Regions from separate parts of the Pan troglodytes genome. Here region 1 is linked to region 2. Evidence: chromatin contacts called from public capture Hi-C data. All regions are on one chromosome and are shown on one strand. The core of a region is the stretch at or near the end of the contact, and the rest is flanking DNA. Distances in the headings are between cores, read along the strand shown. Region 1 holds the start of PARP14 (poly(ADP-ribose) polymerase family member 14). Region 2 holds the start of FAM162A (family with sequence similarity 162 member A).

Evidence for each region. Capture Hi-C pulls out chosen DNA fragments and counts their contacts.
Region 1: a capture Hi-C map of stem cell-derived neural stem cells shows a contact between it and region 2, with 4 times the contacts expected there. The contact joins the promoter of PARP14 here to the promoter of FAM162A in region 2. A contact is called at or near these places in 3 of 7 Hi-C or Micro-C datasets (blood, induced pluripotent stem cells and stem cell-derived neural progenitor cells), 1 of 1 datasets of contacts at active chromatin or transcription factors (stem cell-derived excitatory neurons) and 1 of 1 other capture datasets (stem cell-derived neural stem cells).

Annotation. Positions count from the first base shown.
Region 1 is chr2:125,946,798-125,949,985 of NHGRI_mPanTro3-v2.0_pri, reverse strand. PARP14 (poly(ADP-ribose) polymerase family member 14) reads right to left here and starts at 1,775. Exons shown (of 17, transcript XM_516695.8): 1 at 935-1,775. The coding sequence starts at 1,121.
Region 2 is chr2:125,657,765-125,660,636 of NHGRI_mPanTro3-v2.0_pri, reverse strand. It overlaps FAM162A (family with sequence similarity 162 member A), which reads right to left and starts at 1,383. Exons shown (of 5, transcript XM_016941747.3): 1 at 1,050-1,383. The coding sequence starts at 1,083. MIX23 (mitochondrial matrix import factor 23) reads left to right here and starts at 2,080. Exons shown (of 6, transcript XR_010155324.1): 1 at 2,080-2,173.

The DNA.
Region 1 (3,188 bases), core at 526-3,025, 290 kb before region 2:
CTTGCCTCTCCTCTGGCCCGAATGCTTCTCCAAATCTAGCGACATGAAAGCGGAATTAGGGGTTGACTAGATCCCGATAGGTCATCATCCATAAGATGCCAGTGGAAAAGGTGCCCATTCTGGGAGCTGCAGGTCACTGGCTTCCCATTGCAGACCAGGGAGGCCCTTGAGCCAGCAGATCACCTCTGGGCTCTTGGCCCACCAAGTAGTGGTGGGCCTGTAAGGAGGGAACTTTGCCGACTTTCCCTCCAAAGCTCAAATCTCCCAACCCACAATCACTTCAGAATATCATCCTTGCTCCCAATCTGAGGGCCACTAGAGACTCAGAGAAGAGGCCCCGGCAGGCCCTCGACAATGGGCACCTGTGGTCGATCGACAGCCCCTCCAATGTGGCCGCTGTGACGGCTCTACGTTGACATTCAGGCAGTGTGATTTTAGGTAGCGCCTCTGCCCCTCTCCCAAGTGACCCCGGGACCCCTGGGAATCTCCAAGAACCACAAGGAATCTCTGTGACTTGCCACGTTTCTTAATCAGTTTCCTTCCCCACACAAGAATAATAACAACAGGAAAAGACAGAAAAGGATGATAAGAGGATAGACTCACTTACACAACAACAACAAACAATAACACCACCACTACAGGGAAAGACAGAAAACGATCGAGGGATAAAGAGTTACTTGCGCGGTTCCGCCGCCACCTCCGGGCCGCGCCATTAAGCGCCTGGAAGCGCAGGGCGCCGGGGAACCGCAGCGCCCCGGGTGCGCTCGGAATCCATTCTGCCGCCCCCGCCCCCGCCCCCGCCCCCGCCCCGGCCACCTCCGCTACAGCAGCCGCCGAAGTCGGGCGGGTCACCCTCCCGTGCGTGCCCTGCCGCCATTTCCCTGGAGGGAGGGCAGAGGTGCCCCCTCCTCACCCCACCCCTCGCGCCCCTCACCGTCCTCCGGGTAGAAGAACACCAGGAAGCGGGATGGGCTCCTGGGATCCTGGCGGACCTCACACTCGCCGCCTCCCGACCTCTTCGGGCTCTGGAAGTACATCTGCAACTTGGTGTTCAAGTTCTTCGGGGGGTCGGGGCCCCAGGAGCCCTCGACCAGCAGCGGGAAGGAGCCGGGCACAGCCATCCTCAGCTCCGCTCTCCGCCGGACTGCAGGGGCCGCGCCAACTCCGGGCCGCTAACTTTGACTCTTTCGCTTTCGTTTCCTGGAAAACTCCCAGGCCTTGGTTTCCTTTTGCCTTCAGCCTAACACAGCGGACTCAGGAATGGCAGAGTCATCCCCCGCCCACCTCCCCACCTTCGCATTCGGCCCACAGCCAAGGCCAAAGTAACCCTTTGGGGCTGGCCAGCGGCGCCCCGGGAAGGCGGCCTCAGTTCACCTGTGCTCCACGGGCTCCCACACCCCCTCCTAACTCCGGGCCCCCTACCTGCCGCTCGCCCCAACCGCAGATCAAGTCGGCAGCTTTGGGGCACCAGACCTTGCCCAAACGCAAAGATCATTTAATTTTTGCCGCAAGCCGACTCTTTACAAAAGAATAAAATGACTCACAAACTGTGGCCCCTTTAGAATGTTTGCTGCCTATTTGGGGACTTTTTCAGCAATCATTGTGATTATCAGAATTTTACGTTGCTTTCCCTGTTTTGCTTTCTGTTCCTTGATCTGTTAATACTACATGTCTAGAAATGTGGGGGAAACAATTACACTCACAGTTTTTTTGTGGAATATTTACTAGGCGCCATGCACTCACTCACTGAACCCTCGCTGAGCTCACGGAGCTATGGTGAACACAGTGGGCAATAGGTGCTCTGGGAAAGAATATACTTGTGTTCCTGGAACAGATGAGGAGTGGCTCCTAGTCCAGCTGTGGCGGCTCAGGGAGGGTTTATAGGGCGGTGACATGTAACCTGATAACCCCAGGATATCAGGGGATAGCCTTGGAGGGTTAGGAAGTGGGGTTCCACGGTGTGATTCACATGTACAGGATCACTCCGGCTGCTGCGTGGTGGCTAGAGTGGAGGCAGAGAGGTCAGCCAAGTGGCTACCATAGTGTCCTAAGTGAGAGACAAGGGTGGCTGAGACTGGGGTGCTGGCAGAGAAGAACTGAGAAAACGAGGATTCTCAATTAATAGTGAAAGCAGGACTTGCTGAAGAATGTGAGCCTTGAGAGAAGGAGAAGCTCAAGGATGACTCCATGGTCAGCCATGGATGGCCCGTGCAAGTGGCTGGATAATAGTGGCATCTGCAAGAGGGGAGGCCGAGTGATGGGAGAGAAGCTGGGGCTGTGTGTTTCCTTGACCCCAAATAAAGCAGTGTTGCAAGTCGAGGGGGGCGGGGGGATTATCATTCCAGTGCTACCGATACCTCAGGTCAGAGAAGTGTCTGCTGGACTGCTGGGGAGCGGCAAGCATAGTCTCCTGGTGAGGAGGGAGGAGAGGGAGATGGCAGCTACTGAAGACTGAAAGGGAGGGAAGGAAGTGGAAGCAGAAAGCGTAACACGCTCTTTGCAGAAATGTGACCGTGAAGGGGAAGAAGGAGCCAGGCAGTAGGTTGTGGGGTTACAGGATCGGGCTGAATTTCAGAATGAAGAGAACCAGAGATGGGCCAAATGGTTTACCTGGCTTTTATTTCGACTCTGTAATAATCCTAAACAGTACACAGATATTTTCTCCTGCCTCCAGCTTGCTACCTGCAGATGGCGCTCATCATCTGATCCAAAACCGCTCTGGACCCCCGCATGCGGAAGACGGGAGGACAAGCGCCCTCAGCCAGACTTGGTGACTGTTTCTCCCCAGGGCCTTTACATCTCATCCCAAACCACAACTAAAATCAGCACTCCTCCTCTCCCACTCTCCCCTGAGTTTGGGGTTCCAGAACTCAGCAAAAAGTTTCCCTTTTTCCTCACATAATTATTGTATAAGAAATAAAGTCAGAGGCATTTCTGGATTACTTTTGAGGATTTATTTAATTATCGACAATGTGTCTTACCACCCGAGGTCTGCTTATCATGCCTGGGTGGACTGGGAAGGAGCTATCAGAGGATCAGGATGGCAGGTCTTGAAAGCCAAGGAAAGAAAGTTCTAGAAGGGGCAAATTGTTGAACGGCATTAGCTCCTGCAGTACTTTGTTTTCTGCAAGTTATTTTTGCCTTGTTCACTTGAAGAATGCGTATCCTCTCACAATTCTCTGTTTCCT
Region 2 (2,872 bases), core at 134-2,633:
TAAAGGAAGTAAATATAATAATACTCTCTAGTTTGAGACATGTTTTCCAGTCCATTCTCCACCGGAACACCAGATAAGCTGTGTAAAGGATAATCTTGAGGTGGGGAAGGTTACGTATCAAACTTGTGAAACTATGCAACATTCACTCTTTTTTTTTGCATTACTTCATTTACATTTACAATATATATTTATATTATTTGAATAGCCAAGTTTGGGGCTATTTTTCCTTTAAAAATTTAATTAACAACTTTTTAATAATGTAGTGTGTGCCACTGAACAAAAGATCTCTGGTACCCAGAAAAGAGTCAAAATGCAAGCCCTCTGATTTCTCAACCCCTACTATGCCAAGGCTCTGCTGGTTCTCCCCAAAAAAAAAAGAATTAAGCTTTCATTACCTAAGTCCAAAATAGTCATCACACAAATGTCTACCACCAAAACAAACTGCAGATCCTTCAATTACACACTTCCTCCAAGAAATTCGAATCAATTAATTGTATAAGTGTTTAAAAGTAATGTATCCTCCATTTTAAGAAAACAATTATTATTAATCTCTAAGACCTAAATCCTTGGCCTAATCAGACATTTAATGAGTGGGGAAACTTCAGACTGGAGGTTTTCTGGGATAAACTCCAGAGAGGAAGGAGCAGGGGGAAGAGGGAAGACTCAAGGAGAGCAATAGATAAGGGAGGTTAGGGTGGAAAGCTGAATGCATGGGTAAAGGGGAGGTCTAGGGATAGTAGGTGCTTTACAGACTGAGCTCAGGGGAGGCTGAGGACGGGGGTGGGGAGAAGGGTAGGCGCGTGGGCAGTTAAGTTGGTGGGAGCTGGGTGGATGGAGATGAGGGTAATTCACGGGCAGTCTCCAATGCCTATCAGCAGCTGCTCACCTAGTTCCCTCCCGCATGGCTACTAAGTAGGTAGGATTCCGAGGAACCGAGAAAGTGCGTCATGGAATGGAGCCACTCCGGGGCCCAGGAAGGCTTCAGGATTCCCCCACCCGCAGCGGCCGGGCCAGCTCCCCTACCTCCCATATCCCGACTGGCGTCTCACCTGCTGCCAGGCGCAGACCGCTGAGGCTCCCCATGGCCACTTGCTACTCCGCCGACCAGCGCAGAACTTCGCCGGGGACGGTGGCGCTGGTGAGCTCAATGTCACCCAGCGTTGGAGTGGGAAGGACGCAGGCGGCGCCGGGGGGCGGGGCGTGCGCGACGCGGTGTACAGGCCTGCGCCAGTGCGGGGCGTGCAGGACGTGCGCCACGCGCTGGAGACCCGCGGCGCCAGCCTAGTGCCCCTGGCGCCGCATCCTGAGCCAGCCTCGGAGATGGTCCTGTGGAGTGTGGCGCCGTGGGCCCTTGCCCTAGCGGATATGTACCCATGGGAGTACCTGTGTGAAATAGAAAGGAAATGTGCAACTTTCGTGATCTGTAAACTCCCGAAATACACCAGATAAACCAGTATTCCAGTATGCCGCTCTTCCAGTGTTTTCAATGAACATATGCTTTTATCAGAAAACACATAATTGGACTCTGCTCAGTGGCCCTATCTCTTGTTGGAGCATCCCTCAGGCTAATCTGAGAAATTAACATGTATGTTTTCAATTTGTTTTCTATTTACCTATTTTCTAAAAACATTTGATCATCTCCATCCTAAACACTTTACTCATACCCACCCACACTGCCAGAAATGCCGTTTTTTCTTGACGTTTCATAGTGGTCCCAAATTCTTAACAAAGACCCCTCTGCTCCAGGGTCCGGGGAGGAGGTTAGGCACTGGAGTGAGAGGTATTAGAAAGGCCTCACTTGCCTAGATTTCCTTCAACGACCTGGTAGGGGAACCACAAGGAAATTGTTTCCCTTTTGTGAAAAGATGGGATTGGAGTAAACAGTCCCTTCAAGGTCTGACAATCTGATCCATGTATCTGGCCCAGTTCCAGGAGGACATGTTAAAAGGGTTGGGACAGCAGGGTGACAGGTTCCGAGGTGGATGCGGACCACGTTGAACTCAAGCCTTGCACTCAGCTTTCCTAAGGATTCCCCTCGTACTATATTTTTTGTCAGGCGGCTCCGCGGTCACCTTTGCTCCGCGGTGATTGGCCTGCAGCGGGGTCCTCGTGTTTGTCCAATATGGCGGCGCCCAGTGGCGGTGTGAACTGTGAGGAGTTCGCCGAGTTCCAGGTGATGGGGTTTTCCTCATGTGGCAGGCATGTGCCTCCTTTTGTCCCCAGACCCTATTCCCTGCTTTGCGAGGGAGTATGAACCAGCTTTGGAAAAAGCGGGCAATTCAAAGCTCTTTTCTCGAGCCATTGGAGGTCATGGGGGGCGCGGGTTTGGCCTTAGGGAGCGAGGTTGCTCTGTAGGAGGAGGGAGGAGGGGGGTCATAGTTCTCTCCGCGGCTCTCCGGCCTTGACTGGGAAGCTCTGGGTAATCTGCTGTGGTAAAGCTCGGGATGCGTGGATAAGGATTGTAACAATCTTGTAGCAGTTCCCTGAACTCAGTTTCCAGCTTCTGCCATTCCTCTCCTACTTTTGTAAGTAGAGTTTCTGTGGGAGAGAAGAAGGTGCAGAAGAGCTATTTAGTTGATAAAACAAATACTTGGTGCAATTTACTATTTTTGTGGGACAGGACGTATGGAAGCTTGGAGGGAGGATTAATTATAGTACCTGCTCTAGTATCATTGCCCATTAGAGAAGATGTAATATTTAAAGGTTTTGCCTTTTTATGTTCAAATATCAGAGACCTAGGGCTAATTATTAACACCTGAATGCAAGAATAGGGATCTGGTTTTGACCAAGTTGCCATTAAAGTTATCTGTTCCAATTCAGTCATAAATGTGCTTCTGTTTAGTTACAAAGTTGAATTCCAAAATCATGATCT